4 separate regions of the Mus musculus genome follow, and all the other regions are linked to region 1. The links are chromatin contacts, called in public HiChIP or PLAC-seq and promoter capture Hi-C maps. All regions are on one chromosome and are shown on one strand. The core of a region is the stretch at or near the end of the contact, and the rest is flanking DNA. Distances in the headings are between cores, read along the strand shown. Region 1 has its middle 92 kb from the start of Gm4802. Region 2 overlaps Gm4827 (predicted gene 4827). Region 3 holds the start of Bbx (bobby sox HMG box containing). Region 4 has its middle 86 kb from the start of Gm4827.

The links. Promoter capture Hi-C pulls out the DNA fragments that hold promoters and counts their contacts. HiChIP or PLAC-seq counts read pairs in DNA pulled down with a chosen protein or histone mark.
Region 2: an H3K4me3 HiChIP or PLAC-seq map of bone marrow-derived macrophages shows a contact between it and region 1, with 9 times the contacts expected there. The contact joins two enhancer-like sites. A contact is called at or near these places in 1 of 15 datasets of contacts at CTCF or cohesin (CD8 T cells), 3 of 484 Hi-C or Micro-C datasets (embryonic stem cells, liver and pre-B cells) and 3 of 115 datasets of contacts at active chromatin or transcription factors (CD8 T cells, bone marrow-derived macrophages and memory CD8 T cells).
Region 3: a contact with region 1 is called in a promoter capture Hi-C map of hippocampal neurons, with 2.1 times the contacts expected there. The contact joins the promoter of Bbx here to the enhancer-like site in region 1. A contact is called at or near these places in 5 of 39 promoter capture datasets (the 3T3-L1 cell line, hippocampal neurons, liver and 1 more), 1 of 484 Hi-C or Micro-C datasets (B cells), 4 of 115 datasets of contacts at active chromatin or transcription factors (embryonic forebrain, large pre-B cells, memory CD8 T cells and 1 more) and 1 of 9 other capture datasets (liver).
Region 4: a RAD21 HiChIP or PLAC-seq map of pro-B cells shows a contact between it and region 1, with 6 times the contacts expected there. The contact joins two enhancer-like sites. A contact is called at or near these places in 1 of 15 datasets of contacts at CTCF or cohesin (pro-B cells), 1 of 484 Hi-C or Micro-C datasets (bone marrow-derived macrophages), 2 of 115 datasets of contacts at active chromatin or transcription factors (embryonic stem cells and large pre-B cells) and 1 of 9 other capture datasets (embryonic stem cells).

Annotation. Positions count from the first base shown.
Region 1 is chr16:49,501,611-49,508,733 of GRCm38.p6, reverse strand. No RefSeq gene overlaps it. Among named protein-coding and RNA genes, the nearest start is that of Gm4802, 92 kb to the right of the region's middle. Within about 2 kb of position 4,008, at least 87 of the 459 cell types and tissues checked have an H3K27ac peak or open chromatin away from gene starts, as enhancers often do. A contact at or near this core is called in B cells, bone marrow-derived macrophages, hippocampal neurons and 2 more, where this site is marked.
Region 2 is chr16:50,061,659-50,069,604 of GRCm38.p6, reverse strand. The region is part of intron 1 of Gm4827 (predicted gene 4827); the gene reads left to right. Among named protein-coding and RNA genes, the nearest start is that of Gm4827, 7.2 kb to the left of the region's middle. Within about 2 kb of position 5,889, at least 34 of the 459 cell types and tissues checked have an H3K27ac peak or open chromatin away from gene starts, as enhancers often do. A contact at or near this core is called in bone marrow-derived macrophages, where this site is marked.
Region 3 is chr16:50,426,619-50,434,551 of GRCm38.p6, reverse strand. Bbx (bobby sox HMG box containing) reads left to right here and starts at 2,163. Exons shown (of 17, transcript NM_027444.3): 1 at 2,163-2,310; 2 at 5,571-5,642.
Region 4 is chr16:50,154,982-50,162,147 of GRCm38.p6, reverse strand. No RefSeq gene overlaps it. Among named protein-coding and RNA genes, the nearest start is that of Gm4827, 86 kb to the right of the region's middle. Within about 2 kb of position 3,642, at least 2 of the 459 cell types and tissues checked have an H3K27ac peak or open chromatin away from gene starts, as enhancers often do. A contact at or near this core is called in pro-B cells, where this site is marked.

The DNA.
Region 1 (7,123 bases), core at 2,759-5,258:
AGCTCTAACTTTATTAAAATCTCTCACAGGTCTGTATAAGGCAGAATCTATGTTTATAAGGAAAAAAGAATAATCCTATACTACTTTTAGTAGTAGAAAATGTCAGAACATGTCAGGAAGGAGAGGTTGAGGTTGAGACAAATGCTAGACCTCAGTTTAGCAATTCTGCTATAATAAGAATAACGGCAAAGTGATACTAAACCACCCAAAGTAACATGCATATTTTTCAAAGGGTTTAGAAAACTCATCGCTATGTGTTATTAAATTATTTTAATATTGTTTTCTGAGAACAAAACACTGCTGAAAATATATTTGGAAACTGACAAAAATCTTGACAGTAATTGTGTGTTCCAAATAACGAAAAGCAAACCAACCAACCAACCAAAAACTTAAGGAATTCGCTATGACTTTCATTTCTCAACATTCTTGTAGGTCTTTTACTACCACATGATGAAATTGTGGCTGACGTATTCAGTCTCTGTGAAGTATACTGTTCAAAGCCTTGGCCATACAAGTTTGTACTTGTATAAGCCCCAAGTATCTCTTTCCTATCTTTGTCATCATAAAATAGATGAAAGCTAGCTTCTAGAAAGAATGTGAATTGTGGTTCATTGTTCATTTTTTTCTTGGGTCAGAATTAGATCATTCATTTGATTGTCCTGAGGCCCAGACCCTGACCTCTAAGGTTAATCTCTGTGGTCTGCAGATGAGTATGGCGAAGATTTGTAGTTGTGTTAGAGGTAGGTTTGACTTATCGTGACGATGTATATCCTCATGGGAATTAATTTTCAGAAGCAGTTCTTGAAATGGGGGAGAAATGCCTCCATAGCTCAGGGTTTGTGCAGTTCCTCCACTATCCCGTCTCACTAGCTTCTATGAGTTGAGGATGATCTTTAATCACCTGTGCATAGGTACAGGGCTTTTATTAAGCTCCAAGGTTGGAATCCTACAGAACTACATGGATAGTCAGTTAGCTAAGACAGTTAAGGATAAATTATACATCCACCAATTTGTTTGTCGAAGTTCCAACCCTCAGACTTGAGACATGTGACTTTATTTGGAAAACAGGACTTTTAATAGGCAATTGAAATTAAAAAAAAGTGGCCTTAATTCAGTAGTATTTATATCTTCATAACAAGAAAAAGAGATAGCAAGGGTATGTGAGGAAGGAGGAAAGATCACATGAGGACATAGCCAGAAGGTAACTATCTTCTGTAGGCAGAGGGCACAAATCTCCAGAGAAACGGAACTTGCCATCCCTTTCTTCTCAGACTTTATAGACTGTAGAACTGTACCAACACGGATTTCTGTTGTGTAAGCACCCGCTCTGTGCGTTCTGAACAATGGCCTCTGCAAACCCAAGAAGTGATGCTCAGATGCAACAGCACTAGCTTGTAGACAGTTTTCTATCTTCCATTTTTGCCTACCCAGCTCCCTGTATACAGGAAGATGAACTCATATTTAACCTGCTGTCAACATTTTCCATACAGTAATACATTCTGCTATAACAAGCTGAATGTTTCAAATGGTAGCTTTCCCCCCATTGTCTGTGAACTGTCACGAGTAGCTGCAACAAGAAAAAAAAAATGTCATTTAAGAAAACCGGAAATGATACAAGCACCAAAATGCCTGCTAAACAATTAACATACTGCATGAAGAGTAAAAAAGAAAAAAAAAGGTTTTTTTTTAAATTAGATATTTTCTTTATTTACATTTCAAATGCTATCCTGAAAGTTTCCTATACCCTCCTCCCATTGTCTGTGAAACATCACAAGTACCTGCAACAAGAAAAAAAATGTTGTTTAAGAAAACTGGAAATGATACGAGCCCCAAAATGCTTGCTAAACAATTAACATACTGCATACAGAGTAAAAAAAAAGTTTTTAAAATCCAAATTTCCTCATGAATATTTTAAGGCAGCATAATAAGAAGTTCCTTTTTGTCTCTCAAACGTAAGAAAAGAAATCAAAGAACAGGGCAATACAAACAGCATTAAATCTTACACTTTTGAAAAGCTAATGACTTTATAGTGGTAACTCAATGGGTCAACTTTTCTTTTAATGTTGTTCATCTATTTCAAGAAATAACAGAATATCCTAAACTGAATGCACATGAGTGAACTTTAAATGGTTAACAAGATAGTTTTACTCCTAAGAATCCTATTAAAGTTTGAAACACTGGTTCCTGAAAATAAACCAAAATATTTTATTTAAAATTGAGAAGCAATTTAGTCGATCAAAAAGTAAGTCACAAGTCATCTATAAGTTGAGATTATATGGCAAAATTTAACATAATTCAGTTTGGAGGAGTGGAATATTAAGAGGGGAAAGATGGTTGAACATCACTGGATATCTGAGTTTATATACCAGGGCAAGCAAATGGTTTGCTATGGTGAAATCTCACCATACTCAGCTAAGCTTTTATTGTCAGTGGCTGCTTTCAAACTAACACTGAAGAGCTGTGTGGTATTTACAGAGATCGTGGGCTTTATATATCCCATTTACTGTTTGACCTTCTGTAGAAAAAGCCTTGCCGAGTACTCCTCTATTCACTCAAATCAAAACAAATCAATGAATTTTGTAGCAAGGAATTTTAATTTATCCATTTCTAAGCTCATCTTCCTTGGGTGTATCTCAGAAGAGCAGAGTGTAGACCAGATAAGATGTACCATGAACTTGATCCGCCGTGTTCTCTTTTTGTACTCCTAATCATTTCATGGAAATGATAAAACAATATAGGGAAAACAAGAGCTGGTGCTTCCTAAGGATTCGGTATGCCCCTGTGGTGGCTTTTCTCCATTGTAAATGTTGATTAGATTGAGAGATGTCCAGGGGATCCATGAAGCACAGCTCTAAGTGTGACTATGATGGCGTTTCAGACATGAACAGATGGCGAAGCTTCTGAACTACTGAATTAATTACTTGATAGATTTGCAAAATGACTATTGAGAGATGGTAAAGGGCCGGGTAAATAGAGGAAGCAGGTCACTAGAAGCGTGTCCTTGGAAGGTCTATTTTGCATTGGCCTCTTTCTACGTTCCTTCCACTATGACAGGATGTGAATGTTTCTGATGCATCAATGTCCTGGATGTCACACAACACTAGAACCTCCCAGACCAGAAATCAAAATAAACATTTCCTCCCTTAAGCTTTATCTCACTGCTCTTTGGTGACAGGGAAGACAAAAGTGACCAACACGTCCCATCCATCCGTCTCAGCCCACTTTCTGCACTGGTGCCCTTCGTGCATGGTGACCATGAACATTGCTTGGTCCTGAGCTACTCCCTTTTCCTGTTGGTGAGATGGAGGTCAAGTGCAGGCACAAGGGTCCCGCCCCTTAGTCCATCCATCAACGTCTGAACAATCTCTTCCTTCCCTTTAGCCATGCCGATGAAAACATCTGTATAAATAAAACCCTAAACAGCTGAGTCGTCCACCGACGTGTAGAGGTCCTGACCAGAATGATGCGCACAGCACCCTGCCAACAGCAAGTGCTCAACCATTTGTAAATAAGTATTGTACACACATGCTACCTACTCAGATTTTTTAATATCATGTTTTTATTTATTTTAGAAAATAAGTATATAAATAAATACATATATGCAGTGTATGTTGATTTATCATCCTCTTCCCCACTTCTCCAAACTCACAGGGCCCCATCACGTCCTCCTTCCTGTTCCTTTTCGTGTCCTTTTTTATTTTTAAACACACTGAGCCCAATTACTGCTGCCCTATATGCGCGTGATGTCATGCCAACCACTACAGCATGGGCAACCTACCAAGGAGCACATCCCTGGAAGAAAAGGAACTATCCTCCCAGCAGCCATCAATAAGAATAGCTTGGAGGTGGGGCCTGTGAGTTCCACGCCCATCTCTGCTGGAATTTTGATTGGCTTGATTGCCTGCAGGCAACTAGGGCACCTTTGAGTTCCTGAGTGTGGAGGTCTTATCAAGTCTAGAGGAGGCTGTGTAACATCTGTTCCGTCATTTCCCTACCAATGGGTCCATGCTGGGTCACTCGGGAATTAGTGAGTTCAATCACAATTTGCTACATTATTAAGGTCTGGTCGAGTCTCCGCCCTCTGTTGCTTTCTCTGTCCCTTCAATTTTCTGGGTTCTGTATTATCAGACTGCCTGAGTTTCTATGGAGATTACAGAAGCATGACCTTGAACCTCATCCTGCTTTCTGGTGATAATTTCCTTTGAGGTCTAAAATTTGTCTTATTATTCTTGATTGCTTGGACTTTCGTGACTACATATATTTTCCCTTGGAATTCTACGCCCTTTCCTCCTTGCACTAGACTCAGACTGAATCACACGATTAGGGAAGGGCATTTGCTGCAATCTGCACTCGTACAGAGCAGCGAGGGTCTGGGGTGGTGCGCACTGTTTTGTGAGATGCTCATCTGTCCTTTCTGGATGTACTGATTATAGCCACTGTGAGTCATCAGCTAACGCGCGTATACTGAGCTCATGCCAGAGCCTCAGCCGCCCCTTCCTTTTCCCGCCCATCACAGCTCATGATCCCTTCAGCTTTCTCCTCTTAACCTTAGCTGTTTGGATCTCTGACTTCCTTTGCACTGATGATTATAATTGGGAAGCTGTTCTCCGACATTCGGATGTACCTGATGCGACACAGACTCTCTGCGGATTCAGTTTCCTCACAGAGTTTATTTATAGCTGAGGTTTGACGTTACCTGAAATCAAGCTTTTTTTTTTTTTCTCCCTTGCAAAAGTACTTTCAGTTTTTGTTCTTTGTGGAAGGAAGTAGGACAGACTTCAAGGCACAGTATTTTTGCAGTGCATCAGAACCTTCTTTGAGAGCTTGATTCGCAGTCTTTCAAGTAGACCAGATTTTCTCACCACAGTCAATTCTATGAAATGCCAGAAAGCAAGAGCTAGGCTAACTCAAACACACAAGCAGCCAAATTTAGCTTGACACCCTTATTAAATATTGACCTCATGGGAACTGAGGCTGAAAACAACCTTTGAGAAAGAAGCCAGTCTACACATTAATGGGCTTCCTTTGTTTTGGTTTTGACTGTCCTTTAGTTGCCTAGCCAATATATTGAAACCAAGTTAAACTTCAGGCTCAAACGATTTCCTTTTTAACACATAGCTTTGACCTAGGGGAACTAATCAGATAGATAATATAATTGTTGTTAATCACCCGAGTTTGTAATTGTACCTTTGATCTGTATGCTGAGAAACACTTTGGCAATGTTGACTCCCTCCCCTCCCTCCCCACCTTCTGTAGTTGGTGGGCTTTTTGTTTTGTTTTTGTTTTGATTTGTTTTATCTCCCACCTTCCCCCTAGAAGCTAAGCAACATAATGTGTGAAGTCACCAACTTGCCATGACAGAATAAAGAAGAGATCCAGCAAATGGGAGCCTATGTCACTTAGTTACACTAACACCATTAACACTCAGTCCTTTCAGTAGGGATGCATCAAGCAGCCATAGTTTTGCCTTTGCCCTTTCCCTGTAGCAGGCAGGGACTTGCAAACACTTCTTTCTTTCTCATCTGACAGGTGTTTCTTCCATGCTTCAGCATCTTCAGTTTTTTGACACCTAAGAAAGGGATTTGAATTCAAGGATACTCGAATTCTCTCTCACCCCGCCCCCCTCTGCGTGTGTGCGCGAGTGTGTGTGTGTGTGTGTGTGTGTGTGTGTGTGTGTGTGTGTGGCCTGTGAGTGCATTTTGATGTTTTCCTGGGGCCTCATATGACAGCTGAACATAAGAAAATAAAACCTGCAGCTATTAGCATTGTTTGCTCCATGTGAATGATATCGCACTAATGCCCTAGGTTCTAGAGCTCAGTGAGACTGGTTTTTGTTTGTTTGGGTTTGGTTTTGGTTTGCTTTGTTTTTTTGGCAAGACCCCAAACCTTGTCCTAAAGGCAGCCACATAGGATGTACTCTGTTCCTGAGAAGATTCCGAAACCCACAGCCGCTGCTCATCAGCGCGAGGGTGCAAACCTCTGGTTTTCTGTTTCTTCCTTTTCTTCTCAAATTCTGCTTCCGCTTCTGAGAGTTGAAGCTGCCGTGACGGAGACTCTTCTCATCTCACTCCAGAGCTCTCTGAAGTGAATATGTTAAAGGCATCCAACGAAGGCCCTGCCTGAATTGAACTTTTGGGGTTCTTTAAATCTCAAAAATCTCCATTGCTGAAGCAGCTCTCTTCAGGGTTCCTGGGAGAGCTCTGGGTTCAAACTAGACCCTAAAGGTTAGAACAGGATGGACTAGTTGTTTGTACAGGCCATATTTTTCCCCTCACGGAACTGAGGTTCTTAGGCTCAAGAACTGGAATTCTAAAGTAGTTTTTAAAATAGAAAACTTCCAGGTTGGATGTGACTATATTTAGATGCTTACATTTATTACGCTTGAATTTTTCTAGAATATTCCACTTTTAGGAAGACTCAGCCAAGGGTATTAGAAATGTAGAACAAGGAAGGATGCAACTCCTAGCTGGGCCCTTATGTTTAATTATAGACATTACAGACAGATAGAGGGAAAAGCATTTAGGGAACAAGCAACACAGTAGTGCCCTAATGCCACCAAATGCAGAATAAAATGGTTCAGGATGCACTTAACAGATTTTACTGTGTAAAGGACTCTTATTATGGTAGGAAGATCTACTGAATCTCTGAGTAGTTAGATAAAGGTGAAGGATTTATTCCCAGGACTGTTATAAAGATGCCCCTACTTTTAACATGTTCACTTTAAGACTTGTTCCAAAGACAAAATGTATATAAAAGAATAAGAAATGCAAACAAAACATTGCTAGATATTAATGACATGAGAACCTAAGTGGACTACTGTCTATTGGCCAGTTAACTCTGTCCAATTCTAATTGGCCAGTTCTAACGATGAACCAAACTCTGTAGCCCGAGGAATGCTTACCGTTAGCTTTCAAAGCAAAACAGAATAATAATTCTCAAATAAAAAAAGTTACATCTCCTTTGTTATCTTGGTGCTGACTTCAGTATAAACCCCAAGCAAACACTTAGATAAGAACGTACTCAGAGGGAATGGTAAGTCTCTTCAAGAGGAAATGGACACCTTTAACCTTCTACAATGCACTGAGAACATGAAGGTTTAGAGGAGTTCACCGGGGATAACTTG
Region 2 (7,946 bases), core at 4,640-7,139, 560 kb before region 1:
GTTTTTATGCTGAAAATTTTAACCTTGTAAAAGAGGAAACACCTGAAGGGTAAGCGGGAGAGTGGTGCTACATGAAATAGTAGGCATGCTGTGTTTATAAAATAAACCCAAATGCTACAAGAAAGACAAATATATATGTGCAACACCACCAGGGCTAACCCCAATAACAGAGAATAAACTTCCGTGCTACAAATTACTTTCATCTGAGAGTTCTGTCTTTCTGTGGGTTTTAAATTTCTGATGTGATCCTGTACTCCGTCTATAATCAGGCAAACATGTAAATATTACTAGCTGAAAAACCTTGAAGCCACAAGTGCCCCTCCCCCAACAACTTCCTGCTTCCATGCCTTTGTGCTGATAGCATGTCCTGTTAGCCATTCTGCTGTGCTGTAGCTGTTGGACAGCGCCCCGCCCCCTTTCTTCCTGATCTATGCTCTGCAAGTTTCCTTTTCTCCTAGTGTATGCCCTGTGACTTTGCTCCTTTTTTCAATGGTTGATGCCTGTTCATGAAAGTTGGGGCCTTGATGAAAAGTGAGAATGAATGCAACTTTGCTTTTCATGTGCTCTCTTTTTCCCGATCAACATTGCTCCCTTTCTCTCTGCTTCTCTTCCTCACAGCTTAGACCTTCAGTTGCTCTTATCCACAGGAATACAAGGCATCTACAGGACCTTGGCTGACTGTGATCCATTGCTAGTGATTTGATGTCACTTCCTTACAGGAATGGTACAGCTTTATGATTTCAATCCACCTCAAATGAGAGTGTAGCTCAGGAGACGCCCAAATGCCTAGCCACACTTACAGTAAGAAGATGGAGTCTGTTCAAATTCACGACTGAGGACAAAATCTGTATCTCTCCGTTATGCCTTGTGACTTTTCTTTTTTTAACAGCTGAAGCTAGGAGACTTCACACCTTGGCAGCTTGATACATAAACACAACACCTTTCCTTTATTTATCTCCAAGATCTCATATTAATATCATGATATAAAATACAGTACAACTTTGAGAGTCCCAGAGTCTTTAAAAAGTTTAAATACTTTACAAGTATCTATAGGTATTAGAAGTCTTTAGAAGTTGGATTAATACTATATCTATTTAGGAGTATATTAGTAGTAAGTTCTCCCCTAGGCCAGTGACCCATCTAGCTAAAGGCACTTGGAACAGTAATGGCACCACTTATAGGTTTCATCTTGTGGAGTGGGACTTACATCCGAGGAGAAAGTGGTTGGTTTCCCATGACGTCATGCCACTAGTGCATCAGTGGGCATGTCCTGTCAGGCTGTTATTATTGTGGTTCACACGATTCACAGAGAGGTGAGACTGATGGTTACCTTCCTCATCCAGCTGCCTGTAGAGGACCTTCTAGCATCCAATAGGAATGAAGCATCGAGGTGAATACCAGGTTGATTTCTCCATGTTCTATACTATGTATGTGGTGTCTACAGCAATAGGGTTTCACCATCAGGTCCTGGAGGTTGCCAGTAGCATTGGTAAAGACTTTTGTCTGCCTTTTTATTGGTTATTTTATTTATTTACATTTCAAATGTTATCCCCCTTCCTGGTTTCCCCTCTGCAAACCCCTTATTCCATCCTTCCTCCTCCCCTTGTAATCTTTTAAAAAGAAAAGGAGAAGAGATCTTTCAGTTACTTCTAAGCAGATCTCTGAAAAACCTGTATGAATAAACTGCTGTGCTTAATAATTTCATTTTATATGTATTTCACACTAGCCCTATAAACTACCTCCTTTTTTTCTTAGCTCCATTATCATTGAATTGGACTCTGGAATACATACAGAGGCCAGAGGGTGTAGCTCAGCTGAGGGAGTACTAGTCTACTGTTATAGTAAATATTTAAATCTTGGCCAGGAGTTTCTACCCTGCCTTTGGTTACTGAGCTCTTGAATAAAGAACATACTCACAGACTTTATATTTACAATAAGCCTTAAACAACACAAGAGCTGGACAGCTGCCTACCCTCTGTGCTGTTAAGTGTCTCCTTTCCTTTTTTTTTTCTCTCTCTCTCCTTTCCTATCTATAACCCTGAGCTATCACTTACTATATACTATGCTTCATCTGGGTTGCTCTTAACTCCAATTGGCCACCTGTGATGGTTTGAATATGATTGGCCCAGGGAGTGGCACTATTTGGAGGTGTGACCTTGTTGGGGTAGGTATGGCCTTGTTGGAGTAAGTGTGCCATTGTGGGTGTGAGCTTGAAGACCCTCACTCTAGCTCCGTGGAAGCCAGTCTTCTCCTGTTTGCTATAGGAACAAGATGTAGAACTCTCAGCTCCTCCTGTACCATGCCTGCTTGCACACTGCCATGCTCCCTGCCTTGATGATAATGGATTGAACCTCTGAACCTGTAAGCTAGTCTCTCTCTCTCTCTCTCTCTCTCTCTCTCCCCACCCCCACCCCCACTCTGGTTTTTCCAGACAGGGTTTCTCTGTGTAGCCCTGGAACTCACTCTGTAGACCAGGCTGGGTTCGAACTCAGAAATCCACCTGCCTCTGCCTCCCAAGTGCTGGGATTAAAAGCGTGTGCTGCCACTGCCCTGCTAGCTAGTCTCAAATAAATGTTGTCTTTATAAGAGTTGCCTTGGTCATGGTGTCTGTTCACAGCAGTAAAACCTTAACTAAGACACAAGTCCATGATCTTGTGGTTCACCTAACTCACAGCAGCTTGCGGCCGCCACCCCAAGATGGTGCCCGGGATGGCTGCCAGGTCTTATGACCTGCACCTGACTTCCTCATTACCTCAGACTTAGCCACATCCCAGCTGCCTGTACTGCGCAGACGCCATGCCTTGTCAGCTCACCTGAGGTGTCGTCACTTGCTGTGAACCAATGGACTGCCGTTACATGACTGGGGTAATTGGGAGGAGTCAGTAGGGTATTTAAGGCACGCCCGGGTTGTTTGGGGGGGGGGGGGGATTCCCGTTCCTGCATTGCAATGCAAAGTGTTTCTGAATAAACCTGCTTGAAAGAGGACAACGTGGTGTTGCATCTTTCCTGCTAGTCGGAGTGGATGCAACACTTCTCCTTCCTCCTTCCTGCACCTTCTTCCCTAGTGGTCCTCTCAGACCCCAAACCCAGGAAACCTAAACTCCACCTATGTCTCTTCTGTCCAGCTATTGGCTATTGGCATCTTTATTCACCAATGAGAAATAACTTGGGGGCAGGGTCACAGGGGTTATGTGCAGATCTTGGGGCCCACACTTAGCACTACAATAGCTAGGATAAGACAAAACCTCAGCAGCCTACCATACACAAATCTCTGTATTTGAGTCCTGGAATCACATATACCAGGAGTGGGTAGCATAAATGCCCTAATCCCAACACTATAGACCTGGAAGCAGGAGACAGCAAGTTCAAGATTCACTACCCAGTGAGTTTGAGGTCAACCTGAGATACATGAGACCTTGTCTCAACAACAACAGCAACAAAGCATGGTGATAGGATTGAGGGTGGAATGGAGTCTTAATAGGAAGGATACAGAGAGCAAGCCATCTAGAGGAGCTCTGTGCAGCGGGAAGAGAGCTGCAAGGCCTGGGAGTATTAGGAGGCAGAACAGAAAAGGATGGTGAAAAGAATTAACTCCTAGCAAGAAAGGACACCACAAGCCCTGAGAACAGACCTGCTTCAGAAATTCTTAAGCAGACAGAGGAACTTGCTCAAACCTTTTTAAGGCATTGCTTGTGAACCAACTTTAAGATCCCCAGTGACATCATCCTTGGCACAAACTCATCGTGAAAATGTGTTCTTCCACACTGTAAATGAATAGAAAGTCCTTAAAACAGAAAGCCTGCCTTTTAGAAGTTAAAACCAAATGCAAACAGTGTGTTTCATAGATAGCTCTTTGCCAACAAGTTGATTTTTCTCTTGGATCCATCCTTCTTCACCCTTTGGGAAAGCCCAATACTGCCATGCCCCAGTACTGTGACAATGCCCAGAGTCAGCTCTACTGCCGCTTGCTTCAGGGGCACACAGAGCTGCTGGATAGAAGAATTTTTCTTCTTAGTGTATCATATTTGTATCCACAGTCCAATCTGAAACCCTCGGGACTTGCTGTCAATCTATCAAGAGAGGATGTAATAAACTCTGAGGCTGTTGCCAGGGAGCTACCATTCCTAGGGAAAATGTTTGTCAATGTACAGGAATGTAGTGGAAGAAAATGACTTAACCATATAAATCTAAAACTTCAGGAGGAATGGGTGATGCTTTGGTCTGCATGCATTAACTCACACTGTGCACGAAGCACAGAGAAGCCCTGTGCTGGTTTCTTCTGTGGCTCTTTCCTAAGTGGAGTCTCAGTGTCCATATACTGGGAACTTTAGTGTTAATCTTCAGGCAATGCAGGGTCTCCTCTGTCTTTCTATTGCTCTTCCTGGAATAGCTCCATTTTGCTCAACTTCAAGACTTTGTATTTCTCTGCTACCCAACAACCACCAGCCTTAAAGAAGGAGGATTAAATTCTTAATCAGGATTTAAACTGCACAGAAGATAGACCTAAGGATCCTTCAAACATGTGGAAAGCCAAGGTCTTATTAACCAGATCTTGAATACACGAAGGAGTGCATTCTATGTCTTACAACTTGGTAAATTGTGAACAATTAATCTTATCACACTGGCTTTGCTCTGTTCATTGACTTCCAAGTCACAGTGCATGCTTGGTTGTCATAAAGGAGCATCACCTGGGATGAGAAGATCACCTTTTGCTTACTCCTGCCTTTCACCAGTTCTAGAGCTAAAAATCGTATAGAGAAATGACTGGGAATGAGAATCAGCGGTTGATCGATAGAGTGCTTGCTTAGTGTGCACAGGACCTGGTTTTGGTGTGCAGCACTGCAAAAATAACAACCAACCAGAATGTGCAGACACAGCAGCAGCATCTATTCCCCAACACTAAGTGGAACACTCCAATGCTTCTTCCTAGTGAGTTACGGCATGTATCTGTCTCTACTCTGCATGGGAAGATGTTTTGGGTCAATTTAACCCACTTTCATATTCCGTATCAAGGAACTTGGTCTTGCTGGGAAATGATGATGACTAAGGGGGCCAGTTTATGTCTTGGAGGTGTATAAAGCATTAAAGAGGGAAGGATGATGGGAGAAGGGGAAAGTGGGGGTGGGAAAGAGGGGCTGGGGGAATAGGGAAGTGAGGGAGAGGGAGATAGAGGAGTGATGGAGTGGAGGTGGGAAAATAGGGAAGTCGGGGAGAAGGCTTGGGTGAGTAGGGAGTGGGAGGTGGGGGAATAGGGGATAGGTGAGTGGGAGAGTAGGGAAGTAGAGGATAGGGGGTAGAGGATTAGAAGAGCTGATGAAAGGAATGAAATACAACCTCTCACCATCCACCATCCCCCCTTCTCTGGTTACTTATCATTGTTTAAATTACCACCTCCAAAAATATACATTAATATCCTAACTGCTAGAACCCATGGATGTGCTTTTATTTGGAAATAGAGTCAGTGCAAGCATAATGAAGTCAAAGAGAGGTCATACTGGAATTGAGTGAACCCTTATCCAGTATGATAGGTATCCTGCTAAGAGGAGAGACACGAGGCAGACGATGTGAAGACCATGGGGAGGCTGCCGTATGTTCTCCATCAGAGGAAGCACATGAGTGAGGTACGAGTGCAGCCAAACCAGAACAGGCCAGGCAAGTCCTCCCCGCAGGCTTCGGAGCACTGTGATGCTGCAGGGACTTTTGGTCCTTTAGCCTCCAGGTCTGGGAGATGATGCACCCCTCTTATCTTAAGCTGCCTAGTTTGTGAGGCAGTTAGGGCTCTGCTAGCAGACTAAGGAACTCCCTCATCCTGTCCTCACTTCTCTCCCATGTCACAGAGGGCAGAGCCACCTCTCACAGGCCTGCCAGACATCAGCTTTGGTGTGAGTCAGCGCATCACATTCTTCTTCTTCCCTCTGCTTATGCTCACCCGGTCTCCTGCGAAGCATGACATCCATGGCTTTGGGTTTCTTTCTGATGAGTCAGAGAAAGTTAAACAGCATGTACCCCATTTTGAGGCCCTGTCTTCAAACACTAAAACAAAGGATGCTCAGTTTACAAGAAATCAGAGAAGAAATTGGGGGAAAAAAAAACCAAAACCAAAAACAAAAACAACCTGACTTGATTTCTAAATCCTTTGTTTTTGTGAAGCCATGGGAAATGGACTTTTTGACTCAGGACAGAGTCCAGCCATGGTGCTACAAGCCTGTGGATGCCTAGTGGTCCAAGTCTTCACTGTTTTATGGTCAAAATTCTTCCAACAGTGTCTAGAGTTTATTTTTAGTCCCCATCCCCTCTATGCAGACGAAGAAAGCAGAGTGGGGTGTAGGTGGTAGTGTAACTCCTCAATAGAGGGAGTTAAGGAATGGAACCCACATTGACTGTTTCAGAGTGCTCATGTCTGGCATCGCTCTCCACTCTCTGATCCTCCTACTCATAGAATCTATTGCCATATCATTTATCAACTGTTGTACACTGTAGGCCCTCTCCATAGATCCTCACAGTAACTCTGCAAAGGCACGCAGTCTTCATTCTTTAGATTAGATTTAGAGAGAGAACAGAATGTGCTTAAATTTATGAAGCTGCGGGTGGTTAATCCAGCAAGCAAGGTCAGACATGACCACCTTTCCATTAGACCTCACCACTTGCCCATAAAGGCAAGAAAGAATGTTTTTAGCTAGCCTTGAGCGACCAAATTCTCCAGTAGTCCACATTACCCTTGAGATAGTCATCTTGGGCTAGGGGCGTTCTCACAGCCATTCCCTGCTGCCTCTGCATTTCTGTTGAGAAATTTGGTCATAGAAGATAAGGAAATGAAAGCTCTCCTAGGTCAAGCAGAAAGAACAAATTGTTCTGATTGTTCCATGGCTTTGCGAAGGCTACACTTCATTAAAGCCCGATTTGTATTTTATTGAAAGCCTTCAATATACCTACAGTGTCCTTGACACTTGGTATGCCCGGGCATTTCTGAAGATCAACAGTGTTCAGAATTTATGGGGTTAGGACAGTAAAACTGATCAAAACCTCCTGAGGAACCTGGAAGCACTTTTTCTTTTTAAATTGATTTTTATGTGTTGATTCATTCTTTTTCTTTTCTTTTTTAAAAAAAATTATTAGATATTTTCTTCATTTACATTTCAAATGCTATTCCCCTATACCCCCCTATACCCTCTCCCCACCCTGCTCCCCAGCCCGCCTACTCCTGCTTCCTGGCTCTGGCATTCCCCTGTACTGGGACATATAATCTTCACAAGACCAACGGCTTCTCCTCCTAAAGATGGCCGACTAGGCCATCCTTTGCTACCTATGCAACTAGAGACTCAGCTCTGGAGGTACTGGTTAGTTCATACTGCTGATCCTCCTATAGGGGTGCAGACCCCTTTAACTCCTTGGTTACTTTCTCTAGCTCCTCCATTGGGGGTCCCATGTTCCATCCAATAGATGACTGTGAGCATCCACTTCTGTATTTGCCAGGCACTGGCATAGCCTCACAAGAGACAGCTATGTCAGGGTCTTGTCAGCAAAGTCTTGCTGGCATATGCAATAGTGTCTGGGTTTGGTGGCTGTTTATGGGATGGATTCCTGGGTGGGGCTGTCTCTGGATGGTCCTTCTTTTTGTCTCAGCTCCAAATTCTGTCCCTGTAACTCCCTCCATGGGTATTTTGTTCCCCATTCTAAGGAGGAAGGAAGTACTGGAAACACTTTTTCTGTAGCGTCTAAGGATCTTGGTTAGGGAGAACAGTTGGAATGCCCCAGAATTTCCTAATAGCATGTGATCAACAGTTTAGACTTTTGCATATGCATTCCTGAGCTGTGAGCCTGTTTAGCAACTAAGCATATGTGGGAATTGTAAATTTTAATCCCAGATAAGGGAGAGATTAAGCCAAGGGGATTAGAGAGAAAGAGTTATTTCATTTTTTTTTCCAGTTCTGCAAATTGAATTCATG
Region 3 (7,933 bases), core at 914-3,413, 930 kb before region 1:
TTATATAGTATGCTAAAAGTAAGTCGTAACGCTTCACCCAGCAATTAAATATATCAACTTTTGCTGATTTTTAACTCTTCAAAAAGAAGCACCTCAAAACCCTCCAGAAATGTTTCCTCTGTCTGCCTTGTGTCTGTGAAAGTTGTCATTTCAAAAACAGGGCCTTCCAGCTGCTCAAAACCTAGGAAATGTCCGGGGCTTCATTTTCTCACCACTGACATCTGTGCCTACCTGGTTTGTCCCTGCCTCCTTTCTCATATAGCAAGACAGAGATAGGAGTTAGCGCAGACTTCAGACCAGTGTACTGTGGATAAGGAATACTTGTTTCTTTCTGTCAGTTGCATGCAGAGGGATATGATAGGACTTTCAGTATTATCACTTGGAATACCCGTGGTTTAGAGGATTTTTTTCTTTAAAATTTATTTTCTTTTAAAAATAAACAGAATACCACACCTCTAAACAGTACTTCACTTTCTAAACTTCATAAACTTCTTTTTCTTTAGGTTTCTTTTTCTACTCTTATGCAAGCACACATGTTCACTTAATTTATTTATGACTATGAAAAAAATATCTTAGGAACGAATCAAGGAAATAAAACAGCTGGGACAGATGTGGTGGTGCACACCTTTAATTCCAGCACTCAGGAAATAGAGGCAGTGGGGTCTCTGTGAGTTTAAAGACAGCCTGATATATCTAGTGATTTCCAGGCTAGGCAAGGCCACTCAGTCAAACCTTGCCTCAAAAAACAAAAACAAAACCACCCCCCCCCCCAAACAAACAAACACACAAACAAAAAGTCCAAAACCCAAAACCAGAACAGAAAGGTTTTCTTACTCGGTTTACTTTTAAAATTTAGGCTATCAGTTAGACTATAAAAATCATACTATTTAATCTTCAAAACTGTTTGTATTTAAGATTCTTGAAAATTTTGGATCCTGGTCAGAAGGAACTCCAGGAAAACATCTGGGACCTAGAATAGTCCCAGTGAGTTGTAGATGCTGAATAACCATTTAATGAAGGCAATCTTGGGAAAGCTTATTTTAATCTTTAAATAAAAACTAAAATCAACTCTAAGAATGAAGGAGACTAAAAGAACTCATATGCTCAAAAGATTGCTCAACTAGTTAAAAACTTGTGTGTGCATTTTATTCTGTTTTAATTCCTAGGTTCGGTTCTTTCTAAGTATCCCTTTGACTTGTTTATATCAAACTGTTAACAAGATCTGCCAAAGATACAGCATAGTAAAAATATCATTAAAACTAGATCTCGCTTTCATTGTCTCTAGAAATCACCCACCATAGAGTAGTCATATACAGCGGGAAATACATAAAACAAAGGATGTGTGTGCGTGTGCGTGTGCGCGCGCGCGCGCGCGCGTGTGTGTGTGTGTGTGTGTGTATTATAAATCTTGGCTATATTGAACCAAGAGGTCTATTTCTAAGGCAGACTGTCGATTGTCATTTTCCCACAAGGTGTGTAATTTCAGCACACCTTGTGTACCCATACAGGTGATTGCCCTCTGACTTTCAAGTGCACATTCGGCTACTTTAGCATAAGGTTTATCTTTGTTTCTGCCTGTTGTATTGATTTTTTTTCTTACTTTCTGAATTTGCTTGCTAACGAGGCAGTCACAATCTCAAAGCATTCTAGTCTTGATAAACTTATCTCGCACTATTTTGGCCTATGTGATGGCTAACCCATTGACAAAAGAAATCTAAGCTGATAAAAGCCTTTCTCGGCCACTTGTTAGCAGGCCGGGCTGTAAAATCATAACACAATGCTCGCCTCTTTCATGGGGCACCACAAGGCAGCGATCAAACCCATCCCTCCTCACTTCCATATCCAGTGGAGTTGTAGTTTATTACCATAACCCTCCCAAGTCAAAAGGACACCAGTTTCAAGCCTGGCAACTTGGTATAGAGAGGGCTTCCTTCCTGACCCCTACTCTGCTGGGCCTCACTACCTGTCTTCGCCCACTGTCTACAGGTCCCGAACATTAGAAAATAGAAAATGTGATGATCTTTGTGTGTCTCTGTGAAATGTGTGTATGTGTGCGTGTGTTTGGGTGTAACGCGCCTCCTGTTTGGCTGCGCCGCCCGTCCGTCACGGCGCGGGCCAATGGCAGGCTGCCTTATATAAAATGAGTGTTTTCAGTCTCTCCGGGTTGCATGTACTGTATGTGGAGCAGTGTACAGTGGAGCGGAGGCAGCGCGGCTCCGCAAGCTCCTCTCCACTTTCCCATAGAGAGCCCCTGACTGGCCGCTGAGGGCGAGCCACACACACGCCCTCGCGCCGCGGCGAGCCCGCGAGGTAGGCGCCCGCCATCCGCAGCCTTCGCAGGCGCTCTCCCGCACTTTCTGTTTTCCTACTCACTTGCGAGCCGCCGGGGCTGCAGCCCGAGGACTCCGCGGCAGGAGCGGCGGCAGCGGCGGCGGCAGCCGGTAGGGTGGACTTGAGGAAGGCGAGGGGAACCCGCGCGTCCGGAGCCCGAGCCGCCACCGGCCGGCGCCTCGCGGGCCACTTTCCCCTCAGCCAAAACTTTGGGTGGCGAGAGGTCGGGCCGAGGGTCGCGGCGGCCGCGCCGGCGGGCCCGGGCCGGGGGGCGCGCGGCGCTGCCCGGCGAGCGCGAGCTGGGGGCCGGGCTGGGGAGGAGTAGGCCAGCCGGTGCCAGGCTGCGTTTGCAGGCAGCACCTCTCGGCGCCCGGGCAGCGCCGCCCGAGGGGGCACGGAGCCGGGGCGCGGGGTTGAGCCGCCCGAGGAAAACAACAACGGAGCGGTCCCCTCACGCCGGCGGGCGGCTCGTGGCCGCCCCGGGAGCCCCAAACTTCAAGGAGGCGAAAGTACGTGGAGGAGCCCCGGGCAGGGCTCGGCTGCCGGGGGAGGTGGGGCCTGAGGAGCCCGGGGCAGGGGTGGAAGGTACGGGAAGGCTGCCCTCGGTGGGTCGGGGCTACATTTGGTGTGTGTGCGACGGTGACCGGGACCGGCAGCCCGGTTGCTCGTTCATCTGCAGAGTTAGGATTTGGGTGTTCCGGCCCCGAGATCGGTGTCCCCCTCACCCCCCACCCCCAGCCAAATGCGCGGCGAGTGGAGAAAGTGCTGTTCCAGTGCCAGAGTAGCCTGGAGGAAGAACAGGGGAGAGGGGAAGAAGGCGAAGAAGGCGAGAGAGGGAGAGGAGGGGAGGGGAGGGAAAGGGGAGAGGGAGGGGAAGAGAGAGAGAGAGAGAGAGAGAGAGAGAGAGAGAGAGAGAGAGAGAGAGAGAGAGAGAGAGAGAGAAACGGGAGGGAAGAGAGGAGGGGGGAGAGGACGAGGGAGGCTGTGTCAGGATTTTGCTTGAATGTGGGATTATGTTGTGTCAATAAGTTTAAGGTGGAGAGAGCGAGGCTGGGGGTGGTGGCGGTGGAGGGGAGGAGGAAGGCCTTGGCTGGTTAAAGACTCATTCTGAAGGTAAGTTATGGCATTGCACGGTCGCGATGACAGAAAACTTGCAGATCCTTTATCCGGGGATGGGGTCGATGCCTCTAGAAAGAGCTCCCCAACCCTCGGAAGCCACGCTCGTGTTACACTGTTATTTTCTGCGATCCGGGTCGCTAGTAAATTACAGAAATCAGACTGGAGGCTTCTTTCCCTCCTCCACCTCGAATCGCTCGCTCACCCTCAGAAATGTATTATTATTATTATTATTTTAAAATTTATTTTGGGGAGATCGCATGAAACTTAACGTAACTGAGACCGAACCGGATTCTTGTAATTTACAAGGACCCCGAATCCAGGAATCTGGAACACGTTTATGTGTGAAATACCCGCGATCATTTCTGCTAAATGAGGAAGGTAAAACGAAACGATGCAAAAAGCTAAGACACAACATGTACGACAGAGGAGGGGGGGGGGAGAGGGAGAGACACAGAGACAAGCTATTTTTTGCTTTCCTTTCTACAGAAAGGAAAATAAAGCGTGCATTCCCCTTCCTTCCCAGTGTGTAGGGTCTAGTCAATATTTTAACTGTCTGAGGACAAATTAGCCCAGGTGGATCTTGTTGAAAAGTTTCTCGAGGTGGGGTGGAGGTGGGGGGGGGAGGTAGCTGGAGGGGGAGGTGGGTGGAGGTGGTGGGGGATGGGGACCGAGCTAGCTCTGCCTCGGCTAATGGTCATTGGCCTGGGGCTTTGAAACCATTGCCTGTCCTGCTAATGACACGTCCAGTTCTCGTCTACCGGCCGTGGACGCCGGGCTGCTGTTCCTGGGGCTGGCTGGCGGGGACTGGGGTACTTTCCCTGCACGAGGAGGGGCGCTCTCGGCCATCCCTTGGGGCTGCCCACTCGCGGCGTGGGTTCCCCACGCGCGTCCTCTCCCCTGCGCGCCGCCGCCACCTCTGCTCGCGCGACTTTTGTAGCCAGTCTACGGCCAGGGGGCGCGGGGGTCCCCGCAGCGGACATCTCCGGGCGGCCACCCGGCACCCGGCCCCACGCGCGCCACGCCGCGCGGTCCAAGGCTGGAATGGCAGCGCGGGGCCGGGCGGCGGCGGTGCCTCCCTGGGGGGCGGCAGAGGCAGCGGCGGCGGGATCTTCGCCGGGGCCCGCGGGAGGAGGAGGAGGAGGAGGAACGGGAGGAGGAGGAACGGGAGAAGGAGGAGGGGAAGGAGGAGGAAGAGGAGGCGAAGGAGGCGTTTTTTCCCCCCAGACCGCCGCCAGTTCGAGCGGGCACGGGCACAGGGACACCCCACTCGTTGCTCCTACGTTCTGGAAAGGTGTTTAGAAGACTTTTACGCCCGGAGTGTAGGGTTTGCACTTCATTTTTTTCCTTCCCCCTCTTCCCCAAAGCAAGATGGACTCTATTGCCTTTCTCTTTCTCCCTCTACCTCTGCCTCTGTCTTGTCAGCCTTAAAGATCGACATTTTGTACTAAGATGCAAAGTTGATGGTGACCAGCAACAAAGCCTGGGTGGGCTCCCGGGATCCCTCCCTCTCTCCTTCTCCCTCGGCGTTTCCTAGCCTCCCCCACCCCGACCTCGCCGACCTGGTGGCCTGAGCTTGCTGTCGTGGGCTGTGGAGAATTTGTTTCCCCAGGTCGACTCCGATCTCCGTCTCAGAATTGTGACCCAGCCAGGCTGTTGGGAGCTGGCTGTGGCCGCCCAGGTCTGCAGCGCTGAGGGCTGCGATACCTGGACCCGCTGCTACGGTTGCTCCTCCAGGCTGCCTGGCTCTTGGGCAGAGGGAGGCACGGAGTGCCTATCGATCTTTACCGATTTGGTTACCGGTGTATTTGCCCAGGGGGTGGTGATCACTTGTGCAAGTTGATGAATGATCGTGGTGTGGGCTTTGCTGTTCAGAACAGATCAACTTTCTGCTTTGTACAGACAGAGTAGGAAGCAAGGTTCTGGGCAGACCCAGGAATGCCAGCTGGGCTGCCCCCACCCCCTTTGAATAATCAAAGATGCTTTCCCTTACTGCCCTTGCTGCTCTTTCGTGGAGGAGGGTGGAGACAGGCAAGGGGTTGGTATGGAGCTGTGCCCTTCCCTCATTGAACTCTTGGAAAGCCTTCCCATTCTGATGATGTGCTTTTATTTGCTACCTATAGGTCACTATCGTCTGACAAAGGCTTTGCTGCAGTTCATCTTCCTTCCTGTGTGCCTCCCATTTACCTTCCAGGGTAAGTATGCACACTCCTGAGAGAGGGAACTGGGTGTCTCTTGGTAGTGACAGAAGGGTCATTATTAGATGCGTAGTGGGGTCATGTGGGGTTATAATTCTCTACCCCGCAGTTGTCTCACTGAGTTTCTCTCACAGCCAAACTCAGGATTTTTAGTCTTTCCAGTTCACCTGCAGGTTATTGACAGCGAAAGTTAGTTGAAATGTTTGTTTCTTGTTTACCTGCAAGTGCCACTTGAAAACTAATTATCAAATAGACAATTTAGTTGGTCGAAGTTTTATACAGAGTTGAAGGCCTAATAAATTCTCCAGACACTAATGTAGAAGCTTGTAATGTATGAATGGACTTAATAAAAACCCAAAAAAGCACCACAGTGGGGACTTCTCTAATTAATTATGTGATGTGTTTTCTTCCAGATTCCCATCTTCTCTGTTACTTTTGGGTTGGGGAAGGTTGTATTTAGGTGGTACAGTAAGCCTTTTATTTAATGTACAAGTCTGATTCAAATTTGGTCCTAACTTCCACAAAGATTTATGCAATTGGAGAAATTTGGTACATAAACATCTATTCTGAGATTTATCGTTAACTGCCATTTTCAAATATACGCTTCCCAAATCTCCGAAATGGAAAAATCTGCAAAACATATCTGGGATAGTTAGTGTCTGCAAAGTTTGTGAGAGATAACCGCGTAGTGAAAACAGTGTTTGAACAGCATTTAAGAGCAACACGGTGTTTGGAAACTACAGAAAACTAATTAGCAAGTCTGCCTCTCTTCTGTCAAGGCATATGGAATTGCCGATGGCCTAAGAAAGCTAGCTGTACTGACTTTTATAAATCAACTGTGGTGCTTTATGATAGTACCATAGTGATTTAGAAATTATGCTTTGTGAATAAAAATGAGTTGTAATTCAGTTCTTCATGAAAGAAAACTTAGGATCCTTGCCTTTCTTGTTTCCTGATTGGCTGGGTGGGATAATGTATATATTAAAATGTGTTCTTGCTAAAGGGATTAAATTTGAAGACCAGGCCTTTGTGGTAGTCCATAGCCAGTAACAAATATGCTTGGATATTACTGGGTGTTTAGGTAATCTAAACTTTGTGGGATTATTTTTTGAGTAGTATATTACACCAGTCCTCACAGGTATTTCTTTCAGTCAGCAATCCTATAATGTCACATATATCATGGACTAACTGGAGTGGTTTTAATAGGATTATTTTGAAGGTGAATTTATAGTATGTACCACAATATGCGGATTCAATTCAGTATTGCTGATTTTTTTAAGTTTTTTTCTCATTATGGGAATAGATTGAGAATACATTACTGCTTTTTAGAGAGCACCCCACTTACACACAAAGCTAATTGTATACACTGTGGTGAGCAGTTAATGTTACTTTTCCCTCTGGAAATGTATTTGACCAATTCAGAAACTTAATATGAGAATCAATACCACAATAAAAGCAATCTGATCAGCTCTTGTACTTCGTGGAGATAGCAAATGCCTCCTTCATTAAAACAGTGTTTTCCAGAACTATCTTTGAAGTCAGTTCAGTTATTGTGATAATGTACAACTTGCAATGGGATTTTCAAAAGTCACCTTGTCATGAATTGCCAGTTCTTCGCATCCATAGTGTGTTTACCGGATGTGAGTCTTCACTTATCAAAGAAAGAGTTTAAAGAGGTTTCTGCTTCTGCATCATCAAGAGTTTCTAAATTTTTCTTATTCTGCATATCTTTATTAAATTCTGACACTGAAGCCTTAATTTGCATTTCACATAAAACAACAGCTATTAAAAGGGTGGCTTATCTGTGTTGTTTCATGGTGCCACATCTTTGGAATACTGGGGTGGATTGAGTAAATCTCCATTATAGACTTAGGTATCTAGGAAGTTTTACAATTTTGAGACTTAATAAATCCATCTTTATCTTAGAATCTGATTAAAAAAGTGTTAGATTTATGAGTTAATGAGATAGCTTTGTTTTTAATATAGAAGGAACAATGAGCCTGAAAATAATGTTATTTGGCAGCTAAACTAATAATAAAACTACATTTTCGGTAAAATTGCAAACAATTTCCAGTTATTATTTTCCTTAGTTCATAAAGATCATAGGTAACAGCCAGGTCCACATCTTTAAATGAGCCTTGATGTGGTTATCAATTTTATGTTAGAAACCTTTATTTGAAGTAATGAAGAGTTCCTGGCATTACCTTACAAAAACAACAAATAACTTTTGGGGGAGTGTCACAACAGGCATGCCTAATTTTGCTGTACTAAAAGAAATGCCCACTCTC
Region 4 (7,166 bases), core at 2,393-4,892, 650 kb before region 1:
GGGAATCTCACGGGGGCAACCAACCACTAGCAGTGCATGGCTAACACAACACAAACTCAATGGCATCTATGGAGTTCTTTGTCTCATAATTTTGTGTTGTTATTTTTTAAACTTTATAGGTTTTTTTGTGCATTTATTATAACTTCGAGTTATGTTTTTATGGTATTCCTGTTTGTGTCTCTTCTTCTGTTTGCATTTTTTCTTTGGGCTCTTTTTCTACTCTTTCCATTGTCTTATTCCAGTTCATTTTCTCTTGGTTTTTATTATTGCTATCCCTTAGGAGCTTGTTTGTGTTCTAAGGTGAGACAGAAAGGGTGTGGATCTGGATAGAAGGGGGCATGGGAGAGGTTGGGGGAGGGAAAACCACAGGCGAAAGCTAGCTTTCAAGAAAAGTAAAGCAAAGAAAAGAAAGAGAGAGAGAGAGAGAGAGAGAGAGAGAGAGAGAGAGAGAGAGAGAAAGGAAGAAAGAAAGGGAAACAAGTTAAACCAAGAACCATCCTACTCCAAAGCTGCTAATTGGCCCATTGTTCTTAGAAAAGAAGCTGAAGGTTAGAGTTTAAAATTTACTATTTACAGCCATTGCCAGCCCTTAGTGGAGATGAATCCATCTAAACACCAGATAAGTGGACCCATCACTGGGCAGGATCCGAGTGTCACTTAATAAGGAGGAAATACTTATCTTCTTAAGTGTTATTTTCCAGTTTACTTGAGGTATAATTTACAAATACTGAATATATATATATATATATATATATATATATATATATATATATATACACACATATATATTTAATACAGTGCGATGCTTTGATATATGTACACATTATGAAATGATTATCATATCAAGCTAATTAACATGTCCATCACGATGTGTGCATCACACACATGCCATCACCACGTGTCCATCACGTGTCCACTACCACATGTCCACCACCATGTGTCCATCACCATGTGTCCACTACCACGTATCCATCACACACATGCCCACCACCACGTGTCCATCACCACATATCCATTACCATGTGTCCATCATGTGTCCACCACCACATGTCCACTACCACGTGTCCACCACCACGTGTTTAGTGCCATGTGTCCATCACCACACATGCCTACCAGTACATGTCCACCACCACAGATCCATCACTACCTGTCCATCACCACATGTCCATCACCACATGTCCATCACCACACATGCCTACTACGACATGTCCATCACCATGTGTCCACCACCACAGGTCCATCACCACATGTCCATCACCACTTGTCCATCACACACATGCCTACCACCATGTGTCCACCACCTCGTGTCCTTCACCACACATGCCTACCACTACATGTCCATCACCGTGTGTCCACCACCACAGGTTCATCACTACCTGTCCATCACCACATGTTCATCACCACATGTCCATCACTATGTATCTATCACCATGTGTCCATCATCCATCACTATGTGTCCATTACCACATGTCCATCACCACACATGCCTACTACCACATGTCCACCACCATGTGTCTACCACCACAGGACCATCACCACCTGTCCACCACTACATGTCCATCACCATGTGTCCATCACCATGTATCCACCACCACATGTCCATTACCACGTGTCCATCATCCGTCACTATGTGTCCATCACCTCACATTGTTGCCTCTGCAACTTACTCTCAGCAAATTGCAAAATTGCTATATAGCATCACTTCCCATCATCTCCATGCAGTTGAGAGCCCTTCATGTCTACCTGAGCCTTTTGTTCCTTGCCTAGCTTCTTATCCCTGCCCCCAACAACCCTCCTCAGTCCCCTGGAAACATCAGTTTTCTTCCCCAGGCTGAGTTTAACTTTCTTTTTCTTGTGTTATTTTATCTTTCTTTTTCTTTCTTTCTTTTTGTTGTTGTTGTTGTTTTTATCTTTCTGAGAGGAAAAACTCCCGTCTCAGCCCCCAGAGTAGATGAGACGATAACAAGTAAACATGTGTACCTGCATCTGGCTAGGTTTGACTTTCTTATGCCACATATGCACAAGATCACATAGTATTTTCCTGCGTTGTGCAGGCTTGCATCTTTAATATTGCCCAAAGTTCTTCTGTGGCAGGCATCTCCTCTCCCCTACCCCCGGCTGATGGCATTATTGAGAAATGGTAGAAACTTAGGAGGTCGGTCCTAGTTGGAATTACCCTCCTGGCCCCTCATCTCTTCTCTCTTCATAACCTCTGCCATATGCTGTCATCATGTTAAATGACTGGGCCTAGTACCTATAAACTATGACTTCTGAGACTGAGAGAGGAAACAAACCCTTCCTACAAGCAGATAATGTTTATGTCACAAGGATAGGAATATGACATATAGCTTACTTATTTGACAAATATAATGCCATGCAGGTTCATTAATTATGTTTCAAATGACAGAATTTCCCTGAGTATTGAAGCCAACCAGTATTCCAATGAATACATATCACATGTTCTTACTCACTCCCCACCCATGGATGCTTGGTTTGTTTTCTTGTTGTGATCTTGGCTATCACAAGCAGTGATACAATCGATGTGAGAATGCAGATGTCTTTCCCAGATACTGATTCATCTCCCTTGGATATATATGCAGATCTGAAATTGCTGGGCTAATGAATATTCTGCATTTGCTGGGCTTCCAACACTGCGGCTAAGCCTGAAGTCTTGGAAGCCATCTCTGACTCTTGTTAGTTCTATAACATTCATCAGACTACATTTCCACATCTCTGTTTCCTCCCTTGAAAAATGAATTTCTGCCTTATTAGTGAGGACTTTAATAACTCATTTTCTCTCTCTGTCTATGTCTCTATCCTACACACACACACACACACACACACACACACACACACACACACACACACAAACAAACACACACACTATTTAGAATGGAGCTGGGTACTCTACTCAATGAATGCTTGCTATTTTTGCCATAGTATTATTTATTCCTTTTTAGCATCTTTATCAGCTCATCTTTTCCAGCAGAGAAATAAATTTCACTTCTCTCTTTTAACTCTTCAAGGCCAGAGTGTGAGTAACATTATGACATTTCTTATTTACGGATCCATGGCTTAGTCAATCTGCAAGTCACAGAAGGCACCGCCATACATGTTTAGTGTGAGGGTTAAGCAAGGAATGCTGCTTCTGGCTGCAGGAGCTCTGCCCTACTGACAAGTGAATGCTGCTGTTGAGTGCATTGTCTATCGGTCGTAAGGTTGACCATGTGAGAGCACAGAGAGATAGAATGTTTATATGGAGAATACACTTTTTTTTTTCACTTAGGTTCCCTACAGTCACACCAAGTGCAAGAACCATTGGAAAGGATAGGCAGCAAATACAACCCATTATCATAGCGGAACATCTCTTTCCAAGGCCCCTCAGTAGCAGGCACCCCTCCAAGTCATGTAATGGGCAAAACCAGAGATGATCACACCTGCCTACTTGTTCTGCCCAGAGACAGTGTGGGATTAATTAAATCATGACTGCCAAGAACACCAGGCTCCTTGGAGACGAATGACCTGCAAATGCAATCTTAGACGATTATTCAGAGTTGTAGTCTGCAAATATCAGGACCCACTTGCAGCTCATGAGAGCAGGTTCGCAAAGACCACAGCTGTGTTGTTTCTGTTTCCCTAGAGGATTCAAAGCATGCTTGGAAGATTCAGGCCACCAAACCAAAACCGTGCTAGAGATTATATAGATGTACCAGACCAACTGGTGCTCACACCTGGAGCACCGGCATTGAGAGTCTCATGTTCAATGTAACTTCACATCCTTCCAAACGAATATCTCTTCTACAGTAAGGGCCTTGACCAGTTGATGCCACTTTGTCTCCCTCTTTGTAATCAATACCACCTAGGTTTATTGCATGTGGGACTTTCAGGAACAAAACTGGGGTAGTCCTTAGGATCCTGGACCAGTTGGTGACTTTAATGGGCATTTTTCTATTGAAGTGCTGGGGATAGAACCCAGTGACTTGTATATGTCAATCAAGTACTCTACCACTGAGCTATGCCTCTGACCTCCCCCCACTTTTGTTTGTTTGTTTGTTTTCGAGACAGGGCTTCTCTGTGTAGTTATGGTTGTCCTGGAACTCACTCTGTAGACCAGGCTGGTCTCAAACTCAGAAATCTGCCTGCCTCTGCCTCTCAAGTGCTGGGATTAAAGGTGTGAGCCACCACAGCCCCAGCCTCTTGACCCCTTAATAGGCTTCTCAAGAGCAATACGGGCAAGTTGATTTGTGGTCTCAGAAATGTACTTGTTGATCTTTGGGACAATAATGGACTATTTGTGCAGACACAGTTCCAGGTTCTTTATAAATAATCCTCACTGTCACTCCTGAAGGAAGACATTGCAATTGCATTCATGTGAGAAATGAGGCTCATAGAGAGGAGTTTGCTGAATGTCACACAGATGGCAAGCTGGCAAGGCTGGAGTCTGCATCTAGGTGATGAGGTACCAGGCCCAGAGGCCCATGTTCTTAGACATGGTGTAGTACTCCTTTTCTATGGAATTTCCAGATCTCAGAGCCGAATAATGCTAGGTTGTTATATCAAAAGAAGTCATGCTTCTCTACTTCTCTTACAAACTCTGAATAAACTCAGAGTGCAAATCTGGGCACACAGCTTCTCTTTTCCTCCCAGGGAAAACCACAAAGCAGTCTAGGATCTCTGATGCCAAATGAGCAACAAATCTATTATAGCCCTTTCGATTTTTCTGCCATTGAATTATCCCATGCTGTAGGCAACACAGGACATGTGAGGAGCCAGCCACATCTAATTGTAAATGACCTGGCTGTCCTCTACCACCATACTGCCACGGGCTTTGTTGCTGACTACCAGTACTTTTGATTGTTGGGCTTCAGGCTGACCTACTCACACCAGGATAAGCCATCAATAGTCCAGTTTCCATCTTTCCAAAATGGACCCAATGCGTTCATGCTGCCTGTGGTCATGAGAGACAGCACCTAACTTGCTGGAGTTCCACTTTACATGCACTGAGCCAGAATCTGGTTGGTGGCTATTCCAATATGGCCTGCCTTCCCCTTGCTGTCCAGAGACTCAAAATATCTGAGGGCCCTGTACTTACTGCCTTTCAAACACCAAACAAAACATCCTGGTTACAACTGCTTCCCTTTGAAATTGAGCAATCTTTTCATAGGTGGAAGAACAGTCACATGACTCTGCCTTGGCTCTGGCTGCTCTAACAAAATTGCTGTGGGATGGGTGGCTTATTTTCAAGTGGCTGTGAGTAAGGTGAGGTGCCAGCCTGGTTAGTTTCTGATGAGGCCACTCTTCCTGGCTTAAAGATGATCTCTCTCCCCCCTGCGACCCCTCTCTCCATACTTCCCTTCCCCTTCCATCCCTCCTTCCATTCCTCTCTCCTTCCTCTCTCTCTCTCTCTCTCTCTCTCTCTCTCTCTCTCTCTCTCTCTCTCCCTCCCTTTCTCTCTCTCTGTGTATAAAAGAAAGAGAGAGTGAGAGGTAGAAGCAGAGAGAGCATAGAGAGAGACAGAGACAGAGAGAATTGTTCTCTTTTCTTATTAGCACTGTGTTCTGACCAACTGAGTTAGCCAACCCCCACTTGTATCTCTTTTCTTATAACTACACTAATCCTCTCAAGGGTCTCACTCTCATGTTCTCTTCTAAATCTAACAGTCCCTCTAAGGTCTCATCTTTAAACAGCACTGGAGGATTAGGACCTATGCATTCTAAGGGAGACATACTTTATAACATGCTAGCTGATTATCTCTGGGGACCATCTACCTTATTCTATTCCCAAAAAAGCAAAACCACCTCTGGTAACTTAAAAGTGATTTAATCTCCTTATTGTATCCAAGTCAAAGTGACTTATTCCTCTCTCTATTATTCCTGCAAGGAAAAAAATTATATTACTATCTACAAAGGTATCTTGTGCTATCTGTGAAAAATAGCATCAAAATGACAATGCCACTTACCCAGCTTAGGGTTCAGATTCAAGGCCTCTAGTTTCAAATGGGCCTACAGTACAGCTATCCTCTTGCCCTTGATTTTGAATCCAAAATAAAAATCGAGAGTGTCTCAATCAGGAGCAGTTTTCCCCATTCTGCAATTATCCATCACCACTGCCGCAGTGCTGATTTCTGCTCCCACACTGTTTAGCTCATGTGCAGAACCGATTTTGCAAACCACAAGTGCAGCAGAGATATCATGTGAAAGGCAGGAGTCAGGGCTGGATTGTGGAGCTGAGAACAGTGGGCCGGTTGGACAAATGGTCTCTGATTAACTCTGAATACTGCCTGATTGAGGTGTTCTGCATCTCAAAATCCCACTGGTGCTGCTAGCTTCCATTTGACATGTCTGTTTGTTTGTTTGTTTGTATCACCATGCCCCAGCTATCCATTACTCTAGCCTAGATTTCCTGAAAAAAAAAAAAAGATGCATTTAAAAGGTTAAGTGTTTTTTTTCGTTTGTTTGTTTGTTTTTTTTTTTTTTTTTTTTTTTATGCAACCTCCTTGGGAACACCATTTGTTGCTGGTTTTCTTAGGAGGAAGTGGTGGTTTGAATGAGAATGGCCCCTATAGGCTGATATATTTGAATGTTTGGTGGAACTATTTAGGAAGGATTAGGGGGTGTGGCCTTATTGGAAGCAGTGTGTCACTGGTGGTGGGCTTTAATCAGGGCCTCAATCAGGGCCAGCCTTTTCTTTCTTTCTTCCTCTTGCTTGTAGATCAGACATAAGCTCTCAGCTACTGCTCGAGAGTTCTGTCTGCCTGCTACTGAGCCTTGGTCACGATGGGTCTAAATTCTAACCCTTTGGAACTGTGAGCTCTCACATTGCATGCTTTCTCTTATAAATTGCCCTGGTCACAGCACTTTGCCACAGCAGTAGAAAAGTAACTAAGGTATATTGGGAGGGGAGCCCCTTGACCCAGGGGAGGGGAATGTAGGGAGCTGAGGGAGGAGTAGGTGGATGCGTGGGGGAGCACTCTCATAGAGGCAGAGGAGGGGGAGGGATAGGAAGTTTGTGGAGGGGAAACTGGGAAGGGGGATAACACTTGAAATGTAAATAAATAAAATAACCAATAAAAAAAAGGAAAAAAACAAAAACAATCAAACAAGTTACTTATAGAATCCCACAGAGAGTGGCTGGAATATTCCCCCCGGTATAGGTTTGTATGAAAG